Regions from separate parts of the Mus musculus genome. Here all the other regions are linked to region 2. A link is a contact called in public Hi-C and promoter capture Hi-C data. All regions are on one chromosome and are shown on one strand. Each heading gives the region's core, a stretch centred on a gene start, on an enhancer-like site or on the middle of the called end of the contact. The rest is flanking DNA. Distances are from core to core; before and after follow the strand shown.

Evidence for each region. Promoter capture Hi-C pulls out the DNA fragments that hold promoters and counts their contacts. A called contact is a pair of places that touch in the nucleus more often than the background predicts.
Region 1: a promoter capture Hi-C map of second pharyngeal arch cranial neural crest shows a contact between it and region 2. The contact joins the promoter of Edem1 here to the promoter of Lmcd1 in region 2. A contact is called at or near these places in 5 of 39 promoter capture datasets (cranial neural crest, frontonasal cranial neural crest, maxillary cranial neural crest and 2 more).
Region 3: a promoter capture Hi-C map of pre-B cells shows a contact between it and region 2. The contact joins the promoter of Itpr1 here to the promoter of Lmcd1 in region 2. A contact is called at or near these places in 2 of 39 promoter capture datasets (cranial neural crest and pre-B cells).
Region 4: a promoter capture Hi-C map of pre-B cells shows a contact between it and region 2. The contact joins the promoter of Setmar here to the promoter of Lmcd1 in region 2. A contact is called at or near these places in 2 of 39 promoter capture datasets (cranial neural crest and pre-B cells).
Region 5: a contact with region 2 is called in a Hi-C map of cardiomyocytes, with 6 times the contacts expected there. The contact joins the promoter of Bhlhe40 here to the promoter of Lmcd1 in region 2. A contact is called at or near these places in 2 of 39 promoter capture datasets (cranial neural crest and pre-B cells) and 1 of 484 Hi-C or Micro-C datasets (cardiomyocytes).

The regions. Positions count from the first base shown.
Region 1 is chr6:108,827,264-108,830,172 of GRCm38.p6, reverse strand. Edem1 (ER degradation enhancer, mannosidase alpha-like 1) reads right to left here and starts at 1,532. Exons shown (of 12, transcript NM_138677.2): 1 at 940-1,532. The coding sequence starts at 1,433. It overlaps Gm35417 (a long non-coding RNA gene), which reads left to right and starts at 1,897. Exons shown (of 2, transcript XR_377956.4): 1 at 1,897-1,956.
Region 2 is chr6:112,272,279-112,275,357 of GRCm38.p6, reverse strand. It overlaps Lmcd1 (LIM and cysteine-rich domains 1), which reads right to left and starts at 1,600. Exons shown (of 6, transcript NM_144799.2): 1 at 1,386-1,600. The coding sequence starts at 1,427.
Region 3 is chr6:108,211,839-108,214,848 of GRCm38.p6, reverse strand. Itpr1 (inositol 1,4,5-trisphosphate receptor 1) reads right to left here and starts at 1,753. Exons shown (of 62, transcript NM_010585.5): 1 at 1,496-1,753; 2 at 571-646. Gm38872 (predicted gene, 38872) reads left to right here and starts at 1,931. Exons shown (of 3, transcript NR_167935.1): 1 at 1,931-1,994; 2 at 2,076-2,243; 3 at 2,409-2,593.
Region 4 is chr6:108,063,791-108,066,542 of GRCm38.p6, reverse strand. Setmar (SET domain without mariner transposase fusion) reads right to left here and starts at 1,498. Exons shown (of 2, transcript NM_178391.4): 1 at 1,304-1,498. The coding sequence starts at 1,462.
Region 5 is chr6:108,659,092-108,661,881 of GRCm38.p6, reverse strand. It overlaps Bhlhe40 (basic helix-loop-helix family, member e40), which reads right to left and starts at 1,253. Exons shown (of 5, transcript NM_011498.4): 1 at 890-1,253; 2 at 652-721; 3 at 270-377. The coding sequence starts at 969. It overlaps 0610040F04Rik (RIKEN cDNA 0610040F04 gene), which reads left to right and starts at 948. Exons shown (of 7, transcript NR_104577.1): 1 at 948-1,065.

The DNA of each region.
Region 1 (2,909 bases), core at 283-2,782, 3.4 Mb after region 2:
GGCCCTTACTGGCTGAGTCATCTCATCAGCCCTTAGCTTTCCTTTTTGAAACTAAGAATCCTTCCTGGCTTCCATAAGGTAAAGGGAAATGCACATGCCAGATGTCCAAGGGTGTCCATGTAGAATGCCAAGACAACAAACAACCTAATAACTCCACTCCCATCTAAGGAGAGGGAAACACGACAGTCACCAACCAGCCTGACTTGGTCTGTGGCAACGCACACCCTTCAGGGAGGAGGAACTTGGCTGGGTGTCCTGCTGTCTTGGACTTTGAAGTCCACTCGAGTAACCCCGGAACTCCACCTTCCCATACGTGGCTAGTGGGCTGCGAGGACTAGTTGACCTTCTGACAGCACCATCACCCCACTGGTGTTTACGATGGTACCAAGCAATGACGGTGTCAGTCAACTCTGCGCCTAAGAAATCATCCTTCAAGTATCCAGATCGCCAATCTGGGCCAGGCAACTACCATTCCTGCCAATAAGCTCCCCTCAGTCTAGGCTGCGGCCCCTGGAAAGGAGAAACACTTAACGCCTCATCCCAATCCGGGCGTCCAACTCACTAGATGGCCCCTTTCTAGGAACCCGCTCCTTAACCTTATTAAAGCTTTGGGTGTGGCATTCTGATCAGGAGTGGGGAGGCTTCGTTTTGAAGCGGAGTTTTCCAAAGGAAACCTATATAACCAGCACTTAGATATGTGTCTATCTGGAGCAAGGGATACTGTGATTGTCCCTTCCGGTCTCTGGGACTCAGTTTCCCCATTTGCAACAGAAAATGACAAGGACAGCTGTCCTGAAGTTTGGAGGGTCAGGGAGAATCAAGGGGATGGCAGTCCACTGGGGTAAGGAGAGGAGGAACCTCGGACTACTGCGGACCTTAAAGACCCTGGTGTGTTCTCAGGGACCCGGAGGGGCGGAAGGCAGCGCGCGGGCTACTCACGGGTCTCCGCGGTCAGGCCCCCGGCCGCGGCAGTAGATGGGGTTGAGCTCGTCCTGCGGAAAGGCGTGCGCCATGTAGTTGTCATAGCCGAAGACGAACATGCCCCGCGCCAGGTCGCGCATCTGGGCACGCAGCTGCGGCGGGAAGGCGCCGCTGTAGCGCCGCTCGTACTCGTCCGGGCCGCAGCCACCGCCGCCCAGGGCATAGCCCCAGTGCGCCGGGCCGCACACGCCCGGTCCCGGCGTCGGTCCCGGCTCTGGCGGGGTCTCAAGCCGCCCCTCCGTTCCGCGCCTTGGCCGATGAAGCCAGGCCGGGCCTCCGGGCGGACCAACTGGCCCCGAGCCGTCGGGGTCCCTCAAGCGCTGGAAGCCGAAGCTGAGCGGAAACCGCTGGTAGAAGCCCATGCTGGGCCCCAGCCCGAAGACCAACCAGAGCACCGCGTGGAGGCCGAGGCGCAGCAGCACCAGCCCCAGGACAAGCGCTCGCCATTGCATGGTCGCGCGTCCGCCGCGGGCATTATTTTGAAGCGCCGGGCGCGTCCCCAGCCGACCGCCTCCCCGCGCGTCCGCCGGGAGCCCGCTCACTTCCCCTTTAAGGAACTCCCTCGTGACGCACCAGGAACTGGTCCATTGTCCCCCGCCCCGCGGACGGGACCGGCCCGCCTGGCCCCGCGTTCGCCCGCCGGCCGCCGGGGATTGGCCTCCACCGGCCCGGCCTCGAGGGGCGCGGCCGGGGACTCCCTCCGGCTCTATAGGCCGCCCGGACTGCAAGGCCCCGCCCTGCCACTGGGCCACGCCCCCTGGGCGGTTCCGAGTCTGGTCTAGCTGGCGTGGCGAGCCTAGGTCGCTCTGGCTTTTGGGGAAAGAACTTCCAGCCAATAGGAGCGCGGCACGGGAGCTCCGGGAGCCGGACACAGACATGGCCTCTGACCCGCCCTAGCCCGGGTAAATGGTGTCCCTGAACAGAAGATGGATGGGAGAAAGCCCGTCCAGGTATGGAGTAGTAGGTGTGAGAAAGGTAAGGGCCAGGGCCTTTAGGCAAAGGAAGTACTTACGAATATCTAGGAAAGGTTTTTAACTTGGTGGGAGTGGGACTCCCTGGTCCAGACCGCACGAAATGTCCAGATTTTTTGTTTTGTTATTGGAACGCCTTAACTTGGAAAAAAAAAATTCATAATACTTCTAAAATACTCCAAGATCACATCCAATCCCAACAAGGCGGGAGGGGGAACTAACACCAGATCATTTTCATCAGAACCATTTAAACATCTTTTCCTGACAGTCCTATCATCTCATCGCAGTGCTAGGCAGAGGCGACCTTGGAAATGTAGGGCAGATTGGGGGTTTAATCCCATCCAAGTGCTAATTCCTATAATTAAGGTTACTGATTTCGTTTTTTAAGGGCTGTGGCTTTCAACACTTGGAGCGCCTGTAAAAGTTTTGCCTTTCCTAAGATTATACCCTGTGTCTATCAAACTTGCAAAACATAAAAATAAAAAAGTAAAAAAAAAAAAAAAAAATAGGGGAAGTAACGAAATCAGTAATGCCTGTCACCAACCTGAAGGCAATGACAGGGAGGACTTAGGTAAATCCTGGACCATTCTCCTTCCATTTTGGGGTCAGAATTGTCCCTGCAATGTGATAGGGTACAACAGAGCAGCCAGCAACAATTTAAGTTCTTTGGGTTGGGAGAGCTTATTTTGTGAGATACAAAGGCCTGAGCAGTATACAAAAAAAAAGGGGGGAGGGGGAAGAAGTTACTGGACTGGATAAACTTGTATAAGACCAACTGATTCCAGTCCTTGACACGGAACTACTAGTTTCTGCCTCCCTGAAGCTAACACAAACTGAAAATGGACATTAAAGCTATGCTTTGTTTCCTCCATAAGCTACTTCTGTGCAAATTTTAGCTGAAATGTAGCTTGCACTCTGGTCAGCTGTCAGCCACTGATGACAGCAACTGTTCTCACA
Region 2 (3,079 bases), core at 351-2,850:
AAAGCAAAGCTTTCTCTAAGTGTGGCCTGGGCTCTTGATGAAGGGGAGGGATCTTTATAGACTTCATCTCACATTCTAGGATGTCAACCGGCTTATAGCAACACACTTGCAAATCATTGACCTCAAACACATGGGGAAAGAGAGCAGGAAAAGTGAAGTCCATATATAATTAGAGACTAGCAGGTATCCCCCACACTCAGGTCTCAGTGCTCTGTGAATTCTGGATGAGAGATGACACTTGATTCTGCAAATAGTCTGGTGAATGCATCAGGGAGATGCCCAGACTAAGTCTGATTGGATGCCATGTGCAGAAGGAATCACTAGGCTCAGGAGTGGGAGGGCAGGAGGTCTGGGGCTTCCCCTCTCCCACCTCCATTCTCCCTGAGCTCTACGGTCTCTTTTTCTCTCCTTTGCTTTTCTACCTCCCACCAAATGTCAGCAAAGGAGAACTTTGCCCTGCAAGATTGAATACTCTGAGAGAATAGCTTAATAATTACTGCTTGGGCATGTTAGCCTACATTATCAAGATTGCTGTTAAAAGTACTGGCTGTCTCTCCTCCTTACATTCTAGATAGGGAAAGAGCGGCTAAGGATTTGAGTTTATCGCTGTTGTACAGCTAAAATGTGCCAGACCAAGGGCCAGGGTTTGAACATCTCTGTCCCCTGCAAGCCACCTCTCTTTCACCCATGCCTCTTATTTCCCCATCTGGGAAGCCATTGCTGCTTTCCTGTCCCCTACGTCTTCTCATAGCCCAGTCTTCTGCTTTCAGTGTACCTCAGGTAAGCAGGCAGCCAGTTTAGAGCTGTAGGCACAGCTGCTGGCCCCGCCTGCAGCAATTTACCCGTGACCTTCTGGGCTCTGGGCCAGCCCTTCTTGAAAGGGAAACGTGCAGACTCTGGGGACAGAAATTAGTTCCCCTGAGCTAGAATGGCTGCTATTGCCAACTGCACCAAAAGAAACTATTCTGTGTGCTGGGGAAACCACACAACTCTGGGAGGCTAGCGAAGGGGGAGGGGCTGCATCACAGTCCCCCAACCTTCACTAAAGGCACATCAGGGGGTTGGAGGGTACAGGCAAGGGAAAGCCAAGACGTTTCCCATGACCACAAATAAGCGTCTATTCCCTCCCTCTAAATTTTAACTTTAGTTCACCTTTAATCAGCATCAATAAAGAACTACGGCACAGTGCAAATACTTTCTTAACAATGGCTTTAAGGGCAATTTGGAGAGGGGTCAACCTGTCACCTCAAATAAGTATTGTCACCTATTCTGTTTTCTGTGCTTTCTGTGGATTTGATGCAACCATTAAAGTGTCCCTAGGTACTCAGTGCGTCTGAGAGCAGTGGGATCTGAAGGATACAGGAATACAGAGGGGTCTCGCTCACCTTTTGCACTCCAGGGTTGAGGTCCTTAGCCACTTTTGCCATCCTGGCGGTGCAGAAACAGCACCTGGCTTCTCAGGCAGGGGCCAGAGGGAGCGCGCAGCCTGGACAGCGCTGCTGAATGGCCAAGTTCAGGTTCCTTTGCCTGTGTGCAGCCGGCGGCTCTGTGCTCAGAGCCGCGCCGCTGCCCGCTTTAATTGGAGAGCGGGACTCCCTCTAAAAAGTGACCAGCCAATGCGCGTGGACACCCACTCCAGGCCAGCCAATCAGAGCAAAAAGCTGCATCCCTCCCTTAGGGTGGCCTCTGCAGGGAGGCTGAGAACTTGGCTAAACTCTACCCTGACGTCAGCTTAGCCGGCTGCCCTGCCACCTCGGGCTCACAGCTGTCCCCTAGGCGGCAGGAATCCCTCCCCACGCCCTTCTCCTTTAAAGGGCAAGGAGCAGAGGGAGGGGCAGAGGAGACCCAGGCAGATCCATTCAGGTCAAAAGAGAGAGCAAATAGGAGAGCCAAGGTATTTTTAGAGAGCTGGGTCCAAAAATAAATGCTGAGCAGTGCTCTCTGCCCACCTCTTCCCCCTTGTCCCAGGGGGGTGCGCGGGGGCAGGTGGTCTCCAGAAGCCTCAACTGACCCTAACCTGGCTAAGGTCTCTAGTAACCAGAGAGAAAAGACTCTAGTACATTATCATTTGTTAAAAACAATAGCCACAAAAATTTTTTTAAAAATTTAAAATATCTTTTTTAAAAATAACTTTTAAACTTCTCAGAGGAAGAAAACAATATTCTTTCTCTCTCTCTCTCTCTCTCTCTCTCTCTCTCTCTCTGTGTGTGTGTGTGTGTGTGTGTGTGTGAGAGAGAGAGAGAGAGAGAGAGAGAGAGAGAGAGAGAGAGAGAGTGCATGTGTGTGGAGGTCAGAGAATAACTTGTGGACATCAATTCTCTCCTTCCACCAAGTGGGCTCCCAGCATCAAACTCTGGTCATCAGGCTTGGCAGCAGCAAATATCCATACCCAGGGAGCCGTTCCCATATTATAGCTTCAAAATTATTTTTATGGTTCCAACTGAGAAAACGAGGAGAGATAGTCAGGTGATCAAAGGTGTGCTCTTCGATAGGACTTGTTTAGTCTAAAACGGTGAGATCGGAACTGGCCCCAGGGGTTGGAGCACGAGACTGTAAAGGATAGACTGTGAAAATTAGTAATTAAGTCTTGCAAGTCTGGATGAGCAAAATCTATCTGTTTCTCACCCTTGGAATGAAGTATCCATGAAACATCTAACAATGGTTTCTGTAAGTTGGCCAGGCTGTTTGCTCCGGAGCTCACGTTGCTCTCGGAGACTGCTTTCCCGACTTCGACTCCCCTGCCACAAGAGAATACAGAACAGGTACCTTTTTATCCAGAACAATCCTGCTTCACCTGTCATGAGGTGAGGAGGCCTTTCTACAACCCACATGGGCAAAATCTCCTGCCAGAAACTGGGATTCCAGTGGGTGAAAGTGAAAGATTGCCTGCAGGAGATCCAATATAGATCTTAAAGTATATCCTTCAGTCTTCTAATCAGAGACTTCCTATTGCTGAGTATTTAACCTGTCGTGCTCTTCCGGAGTCGCAAATCATCGCCAGTCCCTTCTGCCCCAAACCATGATTCCCTTTCCAGACTCCTGGAGAAGGTTTTCCATTGGTGACCTTCCTATATTTCTT
Region 3 (3,010 bases), core at 504-3,003, 4.1 Mb after region 2:
AAGCAAGAGAAGCCCGCTGGGTTCCTTGACATTCAGGTGGCTCCAGTGAAACCCTGGAAGCGACTGTAGTATTCTTTAAGCTCTTCCTTCCCGTTTTTAAGTTCTCATTCTTTCAATTTGTCACTTTCATTTCTTGCAGCCCAGCCCATTCTGGGTACAGGCATGCCCACAACCGAACAGAACAAAGTGACAGTTTGTGAAAGGGAGGGGTATCTCACTCTTGCTTAGGGATCTTGGCAGATGAAAAGTTCTGCATCTTTGGGAATTAAACTAATGAGGGCTCCTCTCAGGCTGGTAAGGGACCACCCACTTTACAGTCCCTTTAACTGCACGTTGTGGTCGCTTACCGACATCTTCCCCACCCCACCCCCCTCACCCCGCCATGCTTCACTTCTGAGCGACCTTCAAAAGTGGCTGTCACTAGACCTTTACTCACCCAAGACCATGACCAATTTTGACCACGGTGTCTTTCTTTTCCCTACTTTACCTCTATGGCAGCTACAAGAGGACTTAGAAAATGCTTAGGACAAAAACCCATTTTTGACTACAGCACTCGGCTCGCACACTCACCTGACCCAGGTCAGGCACTCTGTAGCCAATGGACGCCCAGCCAAGGATGCAAATCCTGGTCCCTTGTAATCAGCTCCTAAATATTTAACAAAGAAAGAAGACTGAGTAGGGGATCTCGCGAGGGTCTATCAGAAATTCTCAAATCCAAGTTTTGACTTTTATAGCCTCCGCTTTTCCTGCAGATCCCACTCCCCTCCAAATTTAGCAGCTAAGTCGGAGGGATCTCTTTCCCCCAAATAAAAGCAAACCCAGCATGCTTATTTCCCGTCAGTAGCTGGCCAGAAAGATCAGACACGCAGAAACTTCGAACACGCCGGATGGGGATTGAAGGTGGATGGAAGTAAGGGACGTGTTGAGATCCCAAAGCACTTGTTTCCCCGCGTGGAGGCCAAGTATGTGAAACCCGCGTCCTCATTGGGCACGAGCTCCGTCCACACTTCTTTCCTCATCGCCCCCCCCCCCCTTCCTCCGGTTTTCTTCCTTTTTTTTTTTTTTAACCCACGGGGACCCCCACGCATGCATTATCCTACCAGCTGAGCAGCGCAACAGGGCTAGCTACATTTTTAGAAAGATTATTTCCTTGAGCGAACTCATATGACCCCCTCAAATACCCCCCCCCAGGGGGAAAAAAAACTATTTCCTGCAGACACTCCAACCGTTTCCAACTTGGGGGAATGCCATTTCAATACGGGGAAGGAGGTTGAAACCGGTCACTAGAGTCGAGGACGTTTGGGGTTACTTAAGCCTGAAAAAAAATATATACCTCCCCCCAAAACTGTTCACAGGGAAAGAAGCCCCAAAATACACGCCAAGTGCATGCAAAGCCACCAAAGCCACCAAGAACTCCCGGTGATCAGGGCAAAAACTTCTGCGCACGGGAGCTAGTGCCAACTCCCCGCGCCCTCTGCCCGGCCCCAGCAGCTACCTTGGTGACCGGGGAGCCACGCCGGTTTGGGGGATCAGGACCAGGAGAGGGGTTAGCAGCCGCTGGGCAATCCCATGTCCGCGAAGAGGGAGCTCGTTCCGTTAGGATGGGAGCGGAACACCCACACCTCCTCTCGGCGTGCGCTTTCTCTCTCTCCACCCTCTGCCTCCACCTCCTCCACCACCACCACCTCCTCCTCTCCTCCCACCCCGGCAGGCTTGAGGAAACGCTTCAGCAGAACATCCACATGGTTACTGCACTTTAAAGCAGCGCCCGACCGCTTATATAGGCCGGGAAGCTCCCTGGGCAATGTAGTCCGAGTCCCAGGTCGTGCCGGCGCCTGGGGCTGCGCAGAGGGACTACAAGTCCCAGAATCCCCTGGGCTCCGGGGCTGGGTTCTAAATAGACTCCCGCGCGCTGACCAGGGGTGGGAGGGGGAAGAGGCGCCCAGGCTGAAGGCTCGGGTTGCGAACTTGTGTCTGAACACCGGACTCCCCAGGTTTGGCAAGCCCGACCCACTGGGTATGTCCCCTACCTCTGTGAACCCTTCTCTTTTGACTTGTATCTTCCCTTCCTAAAGTCAGGTGTCACTAGGGTCCGGAGAGAGAGGAAGAGCTCGGATTACTGCTTCGGGAAGTTTTTACAAGCTATTTACCCACCCCCGCGCGCCCTGTGTCCTGGAGCCAAGAATTTCAGAAATCCGAGGCACAAAAACGCCAGTGTTTGCGGTCAAGGATTAAAGAAACAAGTTTGTCTTTATTAAATCTGGTCTAGTTTTTTATTGGATCCTGCTAGTGTCTGCATGAAAAACTAAGTCTGGAAATGGGGTGGTCCCTGCTATTGAGGATGCGGGGTAATCGTGTGAGAGCCCTTTTCTGAATTCGAGCTGGGTCTGTCTTTCGTCGCCCGGTAGGAGGTAAAAGAAACGCTACCCTGACGAGTGAGCAAATAAAGGAACCATGTTGTGACTTGCTGATGTTGTGATCGCGAAGCAGGAAAGAAATACAAACCGCGACCTCGGTCCTGACCCCGCTTCTAAGACCCCTATGCTCCTGGAATCTGTAAACGCTAAAGTAAATAAACCGCAAACCAAAAAAATAAGGGCTTCAGAGAAAACTGCTTATACTAAGATGAGTGCGTCCAGGCGAGGCGTGCTGCAAGTCTTCAACCCAAGCCTCTGGGCTGAAATGGATTTCCACACACCAGAAAATAGTGTAGGCTCCAGGCTGCAAAGTGCATAGAACTTTGGTCTTGGGAAGAAGAGTTTGCATCACAGGCAAAGTTATCCTACTGTCTCCTTCCCCATCCCACCCTACAAACTAGACTGCACGTATTCATTCCACAAACGTTCCCCGGGTGTCATCTGGGTGCCAGGCCAGGCACTGTGCCAGGATATGAGAGCGCGCCAAAATATATCATAACATCCTAAATGGGGGTCTGTCTGCTACCGCTAAAGACCTGTTAACAGTAATCCTTGTAATGAAAACAAATGGTTCTACAGAGCTCAGCCTACCT
Region 4 (2,752 bases), core at 249-2,748, 4.2 Mb after region 2:
CCAGACAGGGGGAAAAAGCTTTCTGAAAAGTCACGCCTCTGCCACACACATGTTAGGGAACTGCTATTTTACAGACAGTATAAGGTAAGAATCCTTGTTAAGGTCTTATTACAGGTTCAAAGAAAAATATTAAATTCTGTCCATTTAAGAACTTTTCTTTCAGACCAACAGCTTATTTCCCCCTCGAGAGAGAAAGAACATGAAATTGGGTAGATTGCGAGGTGGGCAAGGATCTGTGAGGATTTGGGGGAGGGAAAAAGGATGACAAACATATTGTATGGGATTCTCAAAGAGTAAATAATAGTAAGACGTCAAGAAGACTGCAGTTCCAGTAAACAACCTTGATGAAACTCATTGGCTCTCTGTCTCCTACACACACACACACACACACACACACACACACACACTCACCACAGCGAGATGAAAGATAAAAGGGGCACTAGCCAGGAAGGTGAAGGATTACTGGGAGAGGGTGAGGGACCAGAGAGGGTGGTGGTGCATATCATCAAAACACCTTCTGTGCATATGTGGAAAAATGTCATCACAAAACTCATTATTATGTATAATCAACATTTGCTAATGAACATTTTAAAAATGCCATAGTTAAACTAGATACCCCGTGTGCTAATAAAAAAAAAATAAAAATATCGGGGGTGGGGTGGGGTGTGTGTGTGTGTGTGGGGGGGAAGAAGCCTGTTGTTACAGCCAATTTGACAATTACTACCACGTGGGGGAGCTATGTGTCTCTCTTTCTTGGCTTCTAGGAAAGAGCTCTAGCGCCCCCGGGGGCAGTGAGTAGCCCTGGAATTCTGCTCTGCAGCGAAGTGTGAAACAATCCCCTTCCTACTCACCCCCCCCCCCCCCAGCTTCCTACTCCCCCCAGCTCTTTAGACCTGGCTCTACATGGGCATTGGCCTCAACTACTCAAGATATAAGCAGCTCTCTGGTTCCTTCCATGGAGGCTGTCCGCAGGCCTCTATCTCCGCCCCAACATGGAAGGGTGCAGGCTCCCCTTGGTGAGAATTAAGAGGAGTCTTGTAGTCAGCCCCTGTGGGGCTACAGGACATCCCTCCAACCCAGTCTAGAACAGCGCTGGCCCCGCCTGGGGAGAGAAGGGAAATAGACAGGCCCTTTAGCACCGCCCCTAAGATCGGTGAGCTGCTTTCTAGCTCCGCCCCCATATAAAGGGCACTGGCCCCGCCCCCGGGGGAAAGGGACAGCCCTCTAGCGCCGCCCTCTGGCTCCGCCCCCAAAGAAAAGGGCACCACCCCCAGCCCTTTCAGCCACTTAGCCCTGCCTCTACCTGGAAAGGTTTAGGCCTGGGCTCCGCCCCCAAAGGCCACAAGCTCACAGGCAAGTTCTCCAGGCCGCACGCTACATCTTGTTGTTCTGTCGGGGCTACAGATTCCTCCTCAGATGCTGCTATCTCGAGAGAAAGCTTCTCCACACCTTCCGCAGACATTTATGGTCTCGCTTCGACTACTCGCCTGACCATTTTGGGCCTCCGGGAGGATGCTGGGAGTTGTGGATTCTGCGGCCCTACTTCCTCATGGGAGTTGTAGTTTTCCGTCCCAACAGGCTGCAGGTGAGGGAGATACCTCCCTCAGCGTCGTTGGGGTGCTTTTCCTCTGGATCCCACTGTTTTAAACTAGATACATAGCTGATAATTTCAGAACCACAAAAGGTACAAAATTTGGAGAACTTGAAATGTTTTCGTTTTTTTCTGGGGAACCTTGTGAAGCCTGGTTGTTTGTTCAGCCTTTGAGGGTTTAGTAGGTGTTTGGAAATGTATCGTCTAAGCTGAGGGAGAAAATACAGTCCAGAGAATATAAAGATCTAGAACCCGCGGAGAAGTTGGGTGACTGGCACAGAATTTGTTTTTGATAAGGTCCTCTCCTTGTAAGCTCACCTTGTCCCATTATACAAAACAACAAAAACCTGTTTTGAGTAGAGTCACTCACTGATCACGCCAGAGTTTCTGTATCTGGTGGAAAATGTTAACATTGCCAAATCTCCCCATTTTGCTTGTCTTGCTTCTTTTTCTTATTCTCCCTCTATCCCCTCCTCCTCCTTCTTCTCCTCCTCCCCCTCCTTCTCCTCTTCCTCCTCCTCCTCTTCTTCTAATTTTCTATCTTCACTGCTTTCTGTGATAATAGGGTCCCACAGGGCATCCACTCTTGTTGACCAAAAGTTTGGAGGCTAAAGGGGGACACTGAAATAGATTGTCCTTATAAGAGATTCATTAGAAGATACATTGATGACACAGGCAAACAGACAGACAGGCAGACAAAGGGCCTTCACGGCAGAGCAGGCATTTCTTCTTAGAGGTTTCAGAGGAAGAAGGGAGTAGTTGATGAGTAGCTTGCAGGTAGGCTGTTCCTGAGTTATCTATGAAAGTCACCAAATTACTCTAGCTTCTGGAATTGTTACAGATCCATACAAACGGGGCAGCTTTACAAAATGCAGGATCTTAGGTTTTTCATCTTTGTGTTTTAGAGAAAAAAATTACAAATGTATGTGTGCATAAATAAATATATTCTATATACTTAGGTGTGTGTGTGTGTGTGTGTGTGTGTGTGTGTGTGTGTGTGTGTGTATTTAGCTAGATTTGTTTCAAGACAGGTTATTAGTATGAAACCCAGTGTGGTTTTGAACTCTCCATCCTCTTGATTATTAGGACTACTTGCATGAACCACTGCATCTAAATGTCTTAATTGGCTTTATTTTCAATTCTAGAAAAAGGACAACATTT
Region 5 (2,790 bases), core at 4-2,503, 3.6 Mb after region 2:
AAGGTGGTGAGAGAGAGAAAAAAAAACTACCAAAAGGAAGCTGTGTTAGTGTTGAAGCCAACTTAAAGAGGCCCCAGATGGTTCTGGTTCTGCCTCTGCTTAGGAAGTTCTGGGTCTGGGGATGGGTTCCCTCCAAACCAGAAGCTTTGATCCGCCCGTCTAGCATGCAGTTCCCCGTGACGCCTGCAGGCGGCGAGAGACACCCCCACCCCACCATCCGCCCTCTGGGCAGAAGAACTGGGTTGGAGCGCAGCCAGCTTCTCACTTACAGTAAGTTTGAGATGTTCGGGTAGGAGATCCTTCAGCTGGGCAATGCACTCGTTAATCCGGTCACGTCTCTTTTTCTCAATCAGCCGGTGCGGCAGTTTGTAAGTTTCCTGCATGGAATACATGGAAGCAATGGGTGCCCGGGGAAGGGAACGAAGCTTCCTCCCTTCCTTCCCAACCGGTAGCAGGGGGGAAAAATTCTGCGAGGGCGCAGAGACGCACCCAGATTCACCTTCTCTGCCCCTTCTTTCCCAAGTCACTCATTTGTGGCAATGAGCTCATCTCATCTTGAACCCCCCAGCCAACCTTGAAACAAGCAAACTTTTCTTGGAAACTCAGCGCACACGAGGGGCTAAGGAATGAGGTTCCCAGGGATGCACCTACCTTGCTGTCTTCGCTCCGTTTTATTCCCCGCCTGGACTTGTACACTTGGTACATGTGGGCAAAATCCATCCTGCAGGGAGAGAGGTCAGAAAAAGCCGTGACTCCCGAGTGCGTACTAGCTGCAGGAGCCCTAGACGTGAAAGAAGCCCCCTATACTCTCAGAGATGCCCCAAGTTGAGAGTGTCGCGGAACACAAGGTTAGGAGTGGAGACTTGAAGGGATCACAGCACACACTTACCCTGACAGGTCTCCGTGCTCCAGCCCTGGAGCTTTGGGCAGGCAGGTAGGAGGTGGTTGCGCGCTGGGGATCCGTTCCATGATGCGGCGAGCAGGGGCCACTGTGCGCTCCTGTCTGCACTTAGTAGAGTCTGAGAAAGGGCTGCCCTGGAAGGGAGGATCCGAGGGTCTCAAGAGGTATGTTCCTATGAGCTAGCCTGAGCTTCCTTGCAATGCGCTGGGATGCCAGGAGCAGCGGCTTTGAGGTGTCGCTTCAGTTGGGGGCGTGCATGGCCGGGTGTCCCCACGGCTTCTGGCTCCCGCTCTGCACACAGACTGGCGGTGTGTGCTCGCTGCGCTGTCTGCGCCGTGCGAGCCAAGTGAATGAGAAGTGGGGCGGGCGGAGAGGCGGGAGGGAAGGGGGGGTTGCTCAGGGCGGAGCGGGCGGGGCGGGGGGGGGGGAGTTGCTGGAGGGGACGAGCCGAGGAGTAAGGAGAGGCTGCGGGCTGGGTTAAATGGGAGCGAGTGGGTGGGTAGAAGCTACGTGTTCTACCCTGTGACTCCAAGCACGTCTGGCCGCTGCCGGGGAGGGAAGGAGCGACCTGCCCGCCCTCCCCCGGCTTCATCACATGAGCCTCACGTGTTGGACAACGCTCTGGCGGCTGCGAAGTGCCCCCCCCCCCTCCAAACCTCGGGCCCCCAGGTGTCTGCGGCTGCGGCCTCCTTTCCCCGAAAGAGGGGGTGGCAGCGCAGCCAGAGTCCTGCCCAGCTGGGTGGGGGGCACGGAAGCTGGAAGGAACCGGGGAGCTGGAGGGGGGGGGGGAAGAGTTGGTAACGTGGGCGAACCTGCCCCAGGGAAATGAAGTAAGTTCCCGTCTCCTGGGAGGGAACGGGGGAGGACGGATTCCGCCCGCGTCTGACTCAAGCCGGGAGAGGAATATCCCCTTGGTCGCTCCAGCCCAGCCTTCTTCCTCCTCCCCCGCCTGGCCCGCTCCTAGGAACCGGTGCGCAGCTGAGGGAGTCGTCGGCCCCCCTTAGCCTTCTCCAGAGGCTGGGGTTTCTTTCCGTCCTGGCTTCCCAGCCCCCCCCCCCCCCCCCCCCCCAGCGCTCAGCCTCAGTGTCCAGGAATTGCCCGCCTTGGGGAGGGACCGAGGGCGGGGCGGATGTCACCCCATGGGAAGCGGGCTGGTGGCCAGGAGCTAGGGCAGCCGAGGCCGCCGCCGAGCACGCCGCGCGCACCTGACCGTGGACCGTGTGAGCCGTGCCGACCCCCTCCCCCCACCCCCACCCCGGACTCTCCCGGGAGCTCAGGTCCCAGGCGCAGCCTGCGGGTGGCCTGGCACCCGACTGGCGCGCACCCATCTCCTCCCGCCTTTCAGGGTGCCTCACTGCCCCCACCCACCCTGGCTAGTCAAGCACAGAAAGATACCGGGCACAGTGCCCGGCGTTCCCTCCCTCCTCTGCCCCCTCCGATGCAGAGGCGTCCGGGTCGCCTCCCCTCCGGCTGCAGCGTTACACAACCGCGGCGACGGCGCCTGCCCTGCAGCAGCGCGGGGCGTGACGCTTCACGTGGCCCGGACGCGGGCCGGAGCTCGGCTCACTTGCAAGCCTCTCCGCGCTGGCTTCCAAGCCTAGACCCCCGCGCACCGGGCTGCAAGGGATCTGCATGGGATCCCGCTGCTAACCAGGAACTTGGGTGGCGCTGTTTGCAGTCTATTCCAGGACAGGAGAGAGAGAGGAGAAAGCAGGACCCCCCCCCCCGCCCGGGTCCCTCCTCCCGCCCCATCCTCTTGGTTGATCACAGTGAAATCTCCACATTTATGCAGCACAAGTTCACTGAGCCCTTTACCCAGTCGAGCTCGCGGCTGGAGACAGTGGAGGTGGCAAACACGGATTTTGACCTTGAATTTACAAGGACCTTTG